2 separate regions of the Sus scrofa genome follow, and region 1 is linked to region 2. Evidence: chromatin contacts called from public promoter capture Hi-C data. All regions are on one chromosome and are shown on one strand. Each heading gives the region's core, a stretch centred on a gene start, on an enhancer-like site or on the middle of the called end of the contact. The rest is flanking DNA. Distances are from core to core; before and after follow the strand shown. Region 1 holds the start of FPGT (fucose-1-phosphate guanylyltransferase). Region 2 holds the start of ACADM (acyl-CoA dehydrogenase, C-4 to C-12 straight chain).

The links. Promoter capture Hi-C pulls out the DNA fragments that hold promoters and counts their contacts.
Region 1: a promoter capture Hi-C map of liver shows a contact between it and region 2, with 5 times the contacts expected there. The contact joins the promoter of FPGT here to the promoter of ACADM in region 2. A contact is called at or near these places in 1 of 5 promoter capture datasets (liver) and 1 of 2 datasets of contacts at active chromatin or transcription factors (alveolar macrophages).

Annotation. Positions count from the first base shown.
Region 1 is chr6:138,947,199-138,954,601 of Sscrofa11.1, reverse strand. FPGT (fucose-1-phosphate guanylyltransferase) reads left to right here and starts at 4,262. Exons shown (of 4, transcript NM_001204852.1): 1 at 4,262-4,406; 2 at 5,770-5,937; 3 at 7,360-7,403. The coding sequence starts at 4,325. It overlaps LRRIQ3 (leucine-rich repeat and IQ domain-containing protein 3), which reads right to left and starts at 4,317. Exons shown (of 6, transcript XM_021096482.1): 1 at 4,003-4,317.
Region 2 is chr6:137,570,698-137,577,830 of Sscrofa11.1, reverse strand. ACADM (acyl-CoA dehydrogenase, C-4 to C-12 straight chain) reads left to right here and starts at 2,287. Exons shown (of 12, transcript NM_214039.1): 1 at 2,287-2,321; 2 at 6,306-6,393. The coding sequence starts at 2,292.

The sequences.
Region 1 (7,403 bases), core at 3,013-5,512, 1.4 Mb before region 2:
TGCAACCTACACCACAGCTCACGGCAACGTTAGATCCTTAACCCACTGAGCAAGGGCAGGGACCGAACCCGCAACCTCATGGTTCCTAGTTGGATTCGTTAACCACTGCGCCACGACGGGAACTCCTGAATACTTATTTTCATACAAAACCCAGCACACGGACATTTACAGAAGCTTTATTCATAATCAACCAAATTGGGAGGAATCAAAACATCCTTCAGTAGGTGAATGAATAAATAACCTGTGGTACATCCAGACAATGGCAGTGCTAAACATAAATTAGCGATCAAGCAATGGAAAGACATCCTGTAACCTTAAATGCATATTACCATGCAAATGAAGCCAATATGAAAATGCTACATTCTGTAGGATTCCACCCATATGACATACATTCTTGAGAAAGCAAAACATAGAGACAGTAAAAAGATCAGTGGTGGCAGGTTTTGCAGGATTTGGGAGTGAGGAATAAAGAGGCAGAGCACAGAGAATTTGTTAGGACAGTGAAACTATTCTGAATAGTATTATAACAATGACATTATATTGTGTCCAAACCCATAGAGTATAAAACACCAAGAGTGAATCCTAAGGCCAGCTTTGGGTGATTATGACATGTCACTGTAGATTCATCAATTGAAACAAATGTACCACTCTGGTGGAGGATGTTGATAATGGGGGAGGCCATGCATGTGTGGGTATACATGCATAAATACTGTAAGCCTCTGTATCTTCTCAATTTTGCTGTGAACTGCTCTAAAAATAGTCTTTAAAAAACTTTAAAAGGGGAAGTAAAATAGAAGTCTGGAGGGAAAACGTTTTCCTTTGCTCTCCAGAAAGGGGTGAAGGGTTCCTTCAATAAGGTATAGTGGGGAAAAAAACAGTGAAGAAATAAGTAGAGAACAGGCTGGCTGAGCAAATAAATTCAAAGAAAGGAAATGGTTAAAAAAAAAAAAAGCTATTTTTTTGCTTTATATTCCATGTTGGGAAGAGTAAGAGGAGGAAGAGAGTGGAGTTCCCATTGTGGCTCAGCGGTAATGAACTAGACTAGTATCCATGAGGACATGGGTTCAATCCCTGGCTTTGCTCAGTGGGTTAAGAATCTGGTGTTGCTGTGAGCTGTGGGGTAGGTCACAGATGCAACTCGGATATAGCGTTCCTGTGGCTGCAGTGTAGGCTGGCAGCTAAAGCTCTGATTCAACCCCTAGCCTGGGAACTTCCATATGCCATGTGTGCAGCCCTAAAAAGACAGAAAAAGAAAGGAAGGAAGGAAGGAAGGGAGGGAGGGGAGGGGAGGGAAATGGAGAAAAGGAGGAGTGGTTAATTAGAAAGCTGATTCGCAAGTACTGGAAAAGATGAGAGCCCAAGCCTGAACTGGCTAAATCACACACCTGAGCTCCATGGTGCATAACCCAGGACCCTCTCTATTTGGTTTCAGCCTCTTTTTATGATGCTGAAAAAATTAATGTGTTTCTCTGCAACTTTTACACAACTGTCATAGCTATGCCTATAGTAAGAAAAATAACCTAACTAGACATAATTGTAAATAAGCACAAGGCATCTTATTTGGATGATGGAAATACTCTATACTTGAATTGTGGTCATGGATGCACAATTCAGTACATTTACTAAAAATCATTAAACTGTTCACTTATAACAGGTTAGATTAATGGTATGTAAAATATATGGCACTTCTTCAGACAATCTCCACTCTTCTCCAATAGGAAAAAAAAAAAAAAAAAAGCCCAGGAATATCTTTCTTTCGACTTATTATAATTTGGTTTGCCTGATATTCCTTTTAAAATGTGACTCTAAGATCAAACACATCAATTCCATTGTGTTTCATGTAAACAAAACAACGCATTTACTGCTAAACTTCATTTACTACTAAGCTGTATTGACATACTTTCTTCTAGTCTTTGTAGCTTATGCCTGTTTAAACAACCATATCCCACAGTCTGATTATGTAACATGTAAACTTAAAGTCCTTAGACATTTTTTCTTGCTACAATCAACTGCCAAGGAAATTTACTTCCACTCAAAAATTATACACTATTTTTAAATTTTTAATTTAAAAATTAATATTAGTGAAAATCTGATGAAAACAGAAAAGACACAATGGCAAAAAAAAAAAAATAGCTGATATAGTATATTTACACCCAGCACATTTTATGTAATATAATATAAAAAAAAAATAACATCCATTTTTACAGTAAACCTTCCCAGGTCCAAGAAATGCTCCAGCATACTTTTAACAATCTGATAGAGTCTATTACATCACCCTATTTTAGTCCATCACAGTTCTTAGCACTACCTGAAGTTTTTCTTATTTGTTACCTTTTTCAATACTTACTTTAGCTCATTAGTACGTACAACCCCATAAGATTATAGGCTCTACTGACCATTCTTTCCTAAAGATCTCATCTAGTTTCATAGTTTAAAAATTAATTCCATATGCTGACAATTCCTAAAACTAGATCTCCAGCCCAGACCTGTCTCACAAACTCCAGGCTCCCCTATAATGCAAACAAACACATATACAAACAAACGCCCATTACATATGCCCTGCATACATGTACATCTGTTTATTCAACACATCTCAAACCAAATTTCTGGACTCTCCCTACTAACTCAATAACTGTCCCTCTCTCCGTATCTCAATTAATGGCCTCTCTATACTTCAGAAAGTTATCCTTAACTCCTCTCTTTCCTTCACATTCCACAGCCACTCCATTAGCAAATGGTATTAATTATGCCTTCAGACATATATCCAGACTCTAACCAACTTCTCACCCTCACTGTTAGCATCCTGGCCAAGGCTTCACCACTCTCACCTATTTGGCAGCTGCTATAGCCTCCAATCCATTCTCCCTATTTCCATCCTTGCTCTGCCCTCCACTACAGTCTATTTGTACATTTCTGTGAGCTCCTTTCAAACACAAGGGAAGATACCTAAAAACCCTGCAATGGCTTTGTTTCAATTAGGAGAAAAAAAAAATCCTTTCTTTAGGCTGTTGTCATCTCCCCCACCTTTTCTCTTAATACTTTCCCTTTTTTTCACTCCTCTTCTATATTTTCCAAGTGTTCTTAATAATGTTTGGTTTTTTAAAGTTTTATTAACAAAAAAGAAGCTTTTAAACAATAAAACTATGAGAGTAATCTCTCTTTTACCTCAAATGCTTTCTAAGTACAGAATTAAATACCAAAGTCTTTAGAAGAAAAAACTAAGTTAAGTTCATGGTAAGAACTTGTTAAGGACTTGAATGCCTATGTTCCTAATGAAAACTTTAATGAAGACAAGTTTTTCAAATAAGCTAAATTGTATTGTGTGGGAGAATGATTTCTGAGTTTGGAATACCTTGTTTAAATTTTCCCTCTACTACTTACTAATTGTGAAACCTTGACTATGTCACTATCCTCTGATTCATAGCTCTCTTATGTGCAAAGATGACTAGAATAACCTGTGAAAATCATCATAAACTTGATGCTTTACAAGAGAAGAAATGTACCTATTTATAGCTACCAAAAACATCCAATAGGGCTGACTATTCCTCCAAATGCTATGGAAAGTTCTAGATTAACCTCTGTATACAAAAGGATGCCAGAGAAACAACCAAAATCTCACAAAGTATAAGGGCCTGACTGCAAAATTTTACACAACTTCTCAAAGCCTATTAAGTGATCTTAAAACTGAGAGAGGTAGAGAGGCTTACTCTTTAGTAACAGCAAGGGAAGAGAAGCCACAAAGCTATGGTTCCTGAAATACAGATTTTAAAAGTTCTGACTGTGTAACTGGAACTGGGGTTGCTGCAGATGACTTCATAAGACGACCCAGGAGGCAGAAATTAACTGTCAAGAGGTCCTTGGGAACTGCTCCTGGTTAAAACAAACCAAGCGTTTCAAAGGACGAATCTCTTTTGAGAGAACGCTAGCAGCTGGGGTGTAATTTCGACCTCTCCTTAAGTGGATCAGTTCTCGCAATTTCGTCGCCCGGCCGGAACCACTCACCGGGTCTTCAGGGCTGCAAGGCCTTAAAAGTTGGGAACAAGCGGCCCAGACCCCACAAGTTCGGACAAATCGCTAGGTGGCCATCTATCCGTTCCAGACACCGTTGCTAGGGTAACAAGGCAAACCTTCGGGCTCGCCGGGTCTTGTTTTTTCCCCAGGTAGGCCAGAGAGCTTCGGGGGCGTGGTTACGTGAGAGACGCACGTAGGGGGCGGGACAGAGGCGAAACCGGACCAAAGACGCGGTTACGTTCCAGGACGCATGCGTGCGGTGTTGGGCTGCGGGATACCTGGAAGTCTTCAGCAGTTTTGCGGGGAGTGAGCTATGGCAGCCGCAAGTGCCCCTTTAGGCGTATCTTTGCAAGAAGCCACCCAGCGAAGGTTGCGGAGATTTTCAGAGCTGAGAGGTACCAAAGAAGGAACCCCAGCTCTCCTCGGCAAAGAACAGGGAGGGTGCTTTTCGTGCTGGGATATTTGCTGGACTAGCACTTCCTTTTGCGGGCCTAGGGCGCTGGTGCCGGCTTAGCTAAGCCTCCTACTGAGATTTTTATTCTTCTATCACTGTACTTCTACCACTGTGATACCTAATGTTACTTTCTTCATGTTTATGCTAATCGTATATACATATATGTGTGTATATGTATATATGTATATGTGTGTATATGTATATATGCGTATTTAAAAGGGAGGAGGGAGAAGAAAAACAATATTCTAACTAGTGAAGTTATAAATCCAAGTTACTCACTTGTTTAGTTCATTAAAAACAAAAAGCTATTTTAAATAAACCTAAAAGACAGGAAACATTGTGTTTTAACCCTTACAAATCTGATTGTAACTATCTTCCACCCCCTACCTACTTAACCAGTTTGCTCCATAATGTGAACACTTACAAAGTGAAAAATGAAACAATATGGAGAAATTAAGAATTAAAAATTAAAAGGGGTAAATTTGTTGCAAAAAAAATTAAGACTGTACCACTTGTTTCTTGTACAACTTTCTAATTGGTTATATTTTTCTTGACGTTACTACCTTAAAAATAGAGGAAATAATACTTGATGATGGTAAAAGGTTTAGGAACATCAGATTAACAAGTTCTTATTTGTTAACTAATAAAAAACTTTATTCATCTCGTTTATCAAGAAGAGCTTGCAACTGTCAACCGAAAGTTCATTCTGTCTTTTAATGTGTTCATTAGGGAGTTAGGAACTTTTCTGTTATCCAGAATTTGGTGTCATTCTCTAGTAGCCTTTGTAAACTTGCATGACTCATCTTAAGGTAATAAAAAATAAAATACCCACATTTATAAACAGCAGCATTGTAGAAATGGATCCTTGGGTTTAATCTTTCTCAGCCAACAAACATTAAGTGGTCCTTGTTGTGAAAAATGATTTTCAAAGCTTGAGATTCATTTATTCCTTTGTTTCCTCTTTTTATTTAAGAATTGAGTTCATCTTTGACAAGTTAAACTACTTCTCTTAGACAAGAAACATTACAACTTTCAGAAAATCTAAAAAAATGGCACTAAGACCGTAAAAGGAGCAAGTAATCTAAAGGAGAAAAAAACAAAACAAAAACCCTAGAGTTTGTGAATAATTCTTAGCAGAACTATGAATCTTATTAGGTGGCCACTCATTATTCCCTAATTTCAAAAGCAGAAGATACATTTACAGAGAGATTGTTACCTCTTTTCTCCCTCTTTCCAAATAGGTAAACCTGCAACAGCTAGAGAATTCTGATAATATTTACCATTTCCTTGCTTCTTCCACATAGGCAAACCTGTGGCAGCTGGAGAATTCTGGGATATTGTTGCAATAACAGCAGCTGATGAAAAACAGGAGCTTGCATATAAGCAACAGCTGTCAGAAAAGCTGAAAAAAAAGGAGTTACCCCTTGGAGTTCAATATCTTGTTTTTGTTGATCCCGCTGGAGCCAAAATTGGTATGCATTTATGGTCAGATTTATGTCATAAGTTGTGGGCAGAATAATCATTGAAGAAGAACTTTCCTTTGGCTTACAGTTTATAAACTTTGTATCTTTCTGTCCATAGTCTTTACAGACTTTAAAAATTTTAATGCACTATTTTTTGAAAAAGATAAAAGCATGGCAACTCTTTACACATTATGGACTAAACATGAATAACTTCCAAAATGCTGTGTTAATTGAGAGAGAACTTTATTAGTCACAATAAAATTTGCTCAGATGGTGAATATTCCTTTGGACCTTATTAGTAGGGCTCCTAAGGTCCTTCCAACTCCACAGTTGCTTTGTTCAGAAATTTAGATGAAGAGAGCAAATCAGGAAAAATATATATTTGGCCTCTTGGGACCACAATGTAGAATGCAAAAGAGCACAGTCTAAATGGAATAAATATTATAGATGTTTACTTTTAAAAAACCAGTGTGTCAACTTTGTAAAAGGCAAACGTCAAAAGACCTTCCGTTGAAAATAAGTACATGCTATATTTCTGGAGACTATTTTCTGTGTGATACTTAAAGGTGAAGTCCCTTAACACCAGAGGTAGAATGTCTGTATCTGATACTGGCATTGTCCTAATTAACAAATGTTTTAATCCTCACAACTGTGTGATCAGTAGTTTCATGAATCCCATTATTTGGATGAGAACTTTTTTTTTTTTTGCTTTTTAGAGCTGCACTCATGGCATATGGAGGTTCCCAGGCTAGGGGTCCAATCAGAGCTGCAGCTGCCAGCCTACACCACAGCTACAGCAATGTGGGATCTGAGCCACATCTTTGACCTACACCACAGCTCACAGCAACATCAGATCCTTAGTCCGCTGAGCTAGGCCAGGGATCAAACCCACAACCTCATGGTTCCTAGTCAGATTTGTTTCCACTGTGCCACGATGGGAACTCCTGGATGAGACTTTGAGGCACAAAATGTTAAATAACTTGCCCAAGGTAACTAATACATGAAAGTTACTTTTTTTTTTTTTTTTTTTGGAAAAGAGGTTCTAAGACACTTTTCAGATAGTAAATCTAATGCATATAATTGATCAGTTGAGAGAATTATTTTAATGGGTTTTACAATTTGTTGCTCCAAGTGAATGTGTAAACTTAGTCTTCTAGTGTTGCAGATTATCTAATATATCATTTCTTTCTACTCCTAGTTTAAAGAGACTTTTAACTCAAATTTTATTACTAAATCTGATCTTTGGTTTCCATCACTAATTATTTATTTAGTTGATAGGAAATGTGTATTTACTTGGATTCTTTTGCCTGTCTCTTTGCTCTCTGTCTAGTTAATTGTAGCCTCAAAATTGTAACACCTAAACTTACTGAAATAAGAAAGTTTTCGTAGGTTTTGGTGACATACATTGTGCTTTTTAACTTTATTTTTAAGGAAATGGAGGATCAACACTTTGTGCCCTTCGATGTTTGGAAAAG
Region 2 (7,133 bases), core at 1,038-3,537:
TAATAAATGAGTAATTATTTGTCATGGAAATTAGGTTAGAAAGTTTTGAGGAAAAAACTAAAAATTAAAAAGGTATTTTACAAAAAGGAAAAGATCTTCAATTAAGTCACCAAACAATAGGTTCCAGAAGAGTTTTCAAATAATATCAGGTATCATAGATTCAAATTTTGAAAATTGCAAACACTTTTCCTTTAGATTAGATATGCAATGAGTGACACTGTAACAACTGGACACCCACATTCATTTTTTTTTTTTTTTTTGTCTTTTTGCTATTTCTTGGGCCGCTCCCATGGCACATGGAGGTTCCCAGGCTAGGGGTCCAATCGGAGCTGTAGCCACCGGCCTACACCGGAGCCACAGCAATGCAAGATCCGAGCCGCGTCTGCAACCTATACCACAGCTGACGGCAACGCCGGATCGTTAACCCACTGAGCAAGGGCAGGGATCGAACCCGCAACCTCATGGTTCCTACTCGGATTCGTCAACCACTGCACCACGACGGGAACTCCTATTATTGTCACATTAAATGTAGGTGATTCTCTTTACAAGCTGAAGTTGCCAGATAGACAGCTGTCAAAGTGGATGGTTTCTTTTCACAGATTTTGAAAAACATAAACAAGTTCAGTTTAGTGATGGGCATATGTGTGACTTTGTAGTTTCTGTTCATTTTTTCTGTGCTTAAAACGTTCAGAATAAGAAACTGGAAAAAAAGAAGACATGCATAGCCAAATCCAATCCATTTCAAACAGTCCATTTTATGCTTTACCTACCTCTTTGAGGGCTTTTCTTGTAGAGTCCAGGACAAACTGACTTATCCCTTTTCCAAGTTTTTCTGGTACGTTTTTTTTTTTTTTTTCAAGGATTGCACCTAGGCAGCATAAGGAAGGTCCCAGGCTAGGGGTCAAATCAGCACTACAACTGCCAGGCTATGCCACAGTCACGTGGGATCCGAGCTTGGTCTTTGACCCACACTACAACTCACAGCACAGCAGGATCTCCCACCCACGGAGCGAGGCCTGGGATTGAATATACATCCTCATGGATACCAGTCAGATTCATTTCCGCTGTGCCACAAAGGGAGCTCCTCTCCGGTACTTTTAATTTAGCATTTAACAGTCTGCCTTGTCCCGGTCCAAATAAATACATCATATATTTCCGGAAGACAAAGTGTAAGGTTCTGGTAGAGGGGTACAATAACAGCATATAGAAAGTGAACACCTGTCTTAGATTTATTTTGAGACAGTCTTTACTAGTCAAGAGTTGTTAGTAACAAGATTTAGGGGGGAGGGATGAGAGCCTAAATTAGGATGGAAGCAATAAAAATAAAAAGTTCTGGGAATTCTGGAAAACGTTAATACTCTTCATTTACACTTGGCTTCCATTAGTTTTCACAAACAGACATCCAAGCCTGGACACCTTTACAAATCCCCTGGCTTTGTAACATCACCTTTACAAATCCCCTGGCTTTGTAACATCACAGTTATCTCTAACTGGGAGAGCGACTTTAAATAGAATTCTTCAAGCATTTATTTCCAACTCGCTAAGCTAGGAGCTTTTAGATAAGGCTTCATCTTACACCCTTGTTTCCAAAACCTTTCTCCACACCCACACACGTAAACAGTAATAGACAGCCCTAGGGCTATTTGTAAAATCAAATTTACTTAAGTGATTCAGATTCCCACTGTTTAAATTTTAAGCACAGAACAGTCTTCGCCTTGAGTCCAGCAATGTGAACTTTTGGCTCCTTAAAGCAGAAGCGATCTGGGTGGGTCAGAGAGTAAAAAAAAGTCAAGTTCGAAAGCCCGGGGGCTGTCTTTGCGCCAGGATCCTGGTCACTGCCCTTTGACCCAGATTCTTCGCCAGCCTACCGGCCCCCTCTTAATCCTCGCCTCCGCCGCTTCCTCCCCCTCGCGGTTCCATCTCCGCACCGCTGGCAGCCTCCGCTTCTCCCCAAGAGGGCGGGTAGTCTGAACTCAAAGGCCTAGTGGGAAGCGGGGCCTCTTCAGGAACCACCTCTGCGGAAGAGTCAGGCCCCAGAAGCGCGCCAGACCCCTTCCCAAGATGGCGCGCACGGCGTAGGCGAGGCCAAGAGTGAGCGTTCAGCTAAATCCCGCACACTCAGCGGGTTCCGTCTTCCACGTCCCTTTCAAAGACTCTCTTCGCAGGCCCCGCCCCCTCCCGCCCCAGAGCTCGGTGCGGGTGGGCGGGGCCCGGTGAGTCATGCGACCAAATTTAAGCGGTCTTGACCCAGAGGGTGGTTTAGAGATTGAGTCACCGGACCGGTTGGCGGCATGGCAGCGATGTTTAGGCGAAGCTGCAGGGTGAGAGGAAGGGCAGGGCTCGGCGGGGTGGGGAATGGAGGTTGCGATGTTTGGTGAGGGGGACCTGGACCGAAAATAGGTGCGGTCGGGGTGGGGGGAGATTCTGCTTCCGGGGCGCCTTGGCTCTCCTTACCCAATCCCGGGCAGCGGCTGGGATTACAGGCCCTCGCCTGGCTTTCGCGCCCACCCTTCCTCTCATTGTGGGACTGAATACTTCTGGGGTTTTCGCTCTTAACTCTATCCCCTCGGCACCTGCTCTCTATGTAGGCGGCGTCCACTTTTCAGAATATCCTTTTTCTTTCTCTGGGCTGAGATCCTTCCAAAGATTTCCCATCCTACACCGAAGTACATCTATCTCCGAATTGGGCGGGGAATTACAGAATTACACCCAGTTTTTGCCGAACTAGAGTAGTATCTCGGAGAAAATTCTCTACCGGCTATCTCCAGCCTAGGACGGAAGTCATAAATTTCATTCTGCAATTGATGTATACTGGAAAGTGCACAACTCAGATGAACTTGAATCTTGGGTGTCTGCCAAGTCACGGGGAAAAGGAAAATGGAGCAGCTGCCCTTCAGGATATTTAATATGGTTAATAACACTTGGTTTTGTAAGAAGGAGAGGAACGCTTCCACATTGTGTGCCTTTACAAAAAGGGGGGATGGAGTTCCCTGGTAGCCTAGTGAGTTAAGGATTCAGTGTTGTCACTACTGAGGGGAAGGTTGATGCCTGGCCCTCTTTGTGCAGCAGGAGCAGCCAAAAAACAATTTTTTTTAAAAGAAAATCCTACAGCAGAATTTTTCTTAAAGCTTTTTGTATATCCTAGTGTTGTCTCCTGTTTTTTTTTGGGGGGGGGGGGGTTGGCTTCATTTACCCGGAGGCATATGGAAGTTCCTAGGCTGGGGTTGAATTAGAGCTGCAACACTGGATCCCAGCTGTGTCTTCACTACAGCTCACAGAATCGTCAGATCAATAACCCACTGAGCAAAGGCCAGGGTTTGAGCTCTTGTCCTTTGCTCATGGATACTGGTGGGGTTCATTACCACTGAGCTACAATGGGAACTCCCTCACAGACTTTAAATTGTTTGAGTTACTAGGTATATTTTGCTGTCTTAAATATTATTGATATAGTCACATAAGACTGCCACTTAAACTTCATTTTAATTAAGAAAGTTATGTCCTCGACCAAAATAGTAGCAGTTTTAGAGTTTAGAATAATTCTAATGCCTGTTGTCCAGTATTTGTCATTGCTGTATACGTTAATGGGCTCTGACAGCAGAAATTGGGGGAATTTTTTTTTTTTTTTTTTTTTTTAGGGCCACACCCAAGGCATATGAGAGTTCCTAGGCTAGGAGAAGTTGGAACTGTAGCTGCAGGCCTATGCCACAGCCACAGCAGCTAGGGATCTGAGCCATATCTGCACCCTACACCAGGTAGGATCCTTTAACCCACTGAATGAGGCCAGAGATCATACCTTAGTCCTCATGGATTCTAGTCAGCTTTGTTACCACAGAGCCACAATGAGAACTCCAGGCAGAAATTGGGGGATTTAAAAAATGATTTTAGGAGTCCCTGTCGTGGCTCAGCAGAAACAAATCCACGAGGTTTTGGTTTTATCCCTGGCCTTGCTCAGTGGGTTAACGATCCGGCGTTGCCATGAGCTGTGGTGTAGGTCGCAGTCTTGGCTTGGATCTGGCATTGCTGTGGCTGTGGTGTAGGCCGGCAGGTGTATCTCCAATCAGACCCCTAGCCTGGGAACCTCCATATGCTTCGGGTGCAGCCCTAAAAAGCCAAAAAAAAAAAAAAAAAAAAAAAAACCCTGATCATCTCATTAATTACCCAATATTGGCCCCATTTTCCAGGTTTGAAAAGAAGTTAATTGCAGGTCTCTGGGAATTGCCCTTGGCTTTAGCAACCTTTGTACTCAGTGTAACATGTTTTCCTAAAAAAACCATATAGAAATTTTTTGTAAATTATTTTAAATACAGTAATAATCCCTTATTTAAAGTCTTTCAGCTCACCATTTTACCTGTATTGGTGAATTTAGAATTTTCATGCAGTGCTATCTAAACATACATTTAGAAGAGTCAAGTTTTTGGTCTTTTTCCTGGGATTTTTTTTTTTCTTTATAGAATCTAATAACCAATTAGGATACTAAATTGAAGGATTGATACAGCAAAGTGGTTGATAGCATGAGCTCTTAATATAAATGTCAGAGCAATAATCCTGATTCCTTTCACCCACTGAGTGAGGCCAAGGATCAAACCCTCATGGTTCCTAGATTTGTTTCCACTGTGCCGCAACAGGAACTCCTATGTTGTCCCTTTATTTTATTTATTTATTTATTTTGTCTTTTTGTCTTTTCTAGGGCCGCTCCCGTGGCACATGGAGATTTCAAAGGCTAGGGGTCTAATCAGAGCTGTAGCCACCAGCCTACAACAGAGCCACAGCAACAAGGAATTAGAGCCGCCTCTGCAACCCACACCACAGCTCTCGGCAACGCCGGATTGTTAACCCACTGAGCAAGGGCAGGGAACAAACCCGTAACCTCATGGTTCCTAGTTGGATTTGTTAACCACTGCACCACAACGGGAACTCCTATTATTGTCACATTAAATGTAGGTGATTCTCTTTACAAGCTGAAGTTGCCAGATAGACAGCTGTCAAAGTGGATGGTTTCTTTTCACAGATTTTGAAAAACATAAGCAAGTTCAGTCCTTGGTCTTTTAGTATATTGTTGAGTTTCTCTTTTCTTTCAATGTCTAGCTTACTAGAATTGCCTAGAAATAGTTTCATCAAAAATACTTGAAGTGTAAATTGTGTAATTTTGGCTGTTCTTAAACAATTACTCAAAAGTTCCAGTATGGTTTCCAGTTTGATAACTTTAATAAATGTAAGTGGTTACTTTTTGTGTACCTTGAACTGTTAAGGGTATAAAAATGGCTTGCAAAGCAATGATACCATATTTTTATGTTTTTGAAGAAATATAAGTATATTTCAGATAGTAAGACAAGTAGTATATTAATGGTTTATAGTAGAGTTGACAAACTTTTTGTAAAGGGACAGTAACTGTTTTTGACTTTGTGGACCATATGGTTTCACAACTCTGCTATGAAAGCAGAAATAGACAAGATGGTATGGCTGTGTTCCAGTAAAATTTTATTTATAAAACTGGTTGGTACCATAGTGTGCTGACTCCTGGCTTAGAATATTTTGAGAATACTTCCAGAGAACAGCAGAACATATAGAACTTGGTTTTGTCTTATTTATTTTGTTAAAGTGAGATATCTTAGAAAATGGGATCCTCCAAGGAGAAAATTCCTAGAGGCACGCCTGGGAGGCTCACAGGGACGGTATCAACGTTAATGGTTAATGTAGTGCAGTGGGTTAATGATCTGGCTTCTCTCTGTGGAGGCACTGGTTCAGACCCCAACCCAGTACAGTGGATTAAGGATCCAGTATTGCTGCAGCTGTGGTGTAGGTCACAGCTTCAGCTCAGATTCAGTCCCTAGCCAGGCAACTTCCATATACTGTAGATACAGCCCCAAGAGAAACAAAACAAGAACAAAAAAAGTTGATGGACTAGGCAACTCTAGAACATAGTATAATAACAGCCTGTTGTTGCTCCCTATCCCAGCTTCCCAATCACAAGTGTTCTAGAGCTTGTTGGGGAGATTTCTTGAATAGTGGTCCTAAGTCTACTAGTACCCCTGAGTGTTACTTCTCTTAAAAACACTCCATTTTGGTAGTGCAAATACTACTAATTAGTTTTATTTGCATTGGGTTTAAATTTTTTTTTCCTTTATCCGTTTAAATATCTGATAATTAGCTTAATACAGAAATAAAATTATGATTGAAAGCATTTAAGTCATGACTTAAACTATGTTCATGAATGTGGTTCAAGTTGCTCTATTTATAATTATCAGTATTTTCTCACTTGATTGTTGTTTAATTTATCAAATTTATTGCAATAAAATTCTTTACAGGTACTGAGAAGTCTTTCTCATTTTGGCTGGAGATCACAACATACAAAAGCTGTCCCACAGTGTGAACCAGGATCAGGATTTAGTTTTGGTATGTTTTTCCTGTCCTTTGACTTTGAACTTATGTTTCATATGCATATATATATATATGTATACACTATATATGTGTGTGTATGTGTGCAGCTTTTTATATGTGTCTGGTATATGTTTGTAAACAAACTTGGTAATGTCTGTCAATGAACAGATCCAATCACCAGCTACAGATTGTTCAGTTAGTCACATCCTTCTTCCTGATCATGTTTTCTTCAGCGTAATACCCTATACATAAATCCATATTAGTAGCATACATATATATTCTTGCCATTTTTCTTAGGTAGCTAGCCCCAAATAAATAACGAATTCACAATTATAAAAGCATAGTTTTCAACTTAGAAATGAATGCAACAAATATTTCTTAAACGTTTATTAGATCCACAATGCTAAGTGCTTGCTAATAACCCAAAGCCTGTTTTGGCCGTAGTATATCTGAACTGCAGTTTGGTGTTAGTATATGTCGTTCTCAGTTTTGGGCTCAAGGAGCCATGTGATGTCAAAAGGAAAAAAGAATAAGATTTTCCTTCCTCTTTTCTCTCTAATATAAAGACCCCAGGCAAAAAAAAAAAAAAAAAAAAAAAGAAAGAAAGAAAGAAAAGAAGTAACTCCTTTCTTAAGCATCCTTTGCCTCCTAAAGTGCTTCTTGCTTCAAAATTATTACCTTTCCTCTAGTTAATTTATGTAATTCCCTTGTGACTCAGTGGGTTAAGGATCCGGTGTTGTCACTGCTCTGGCTCA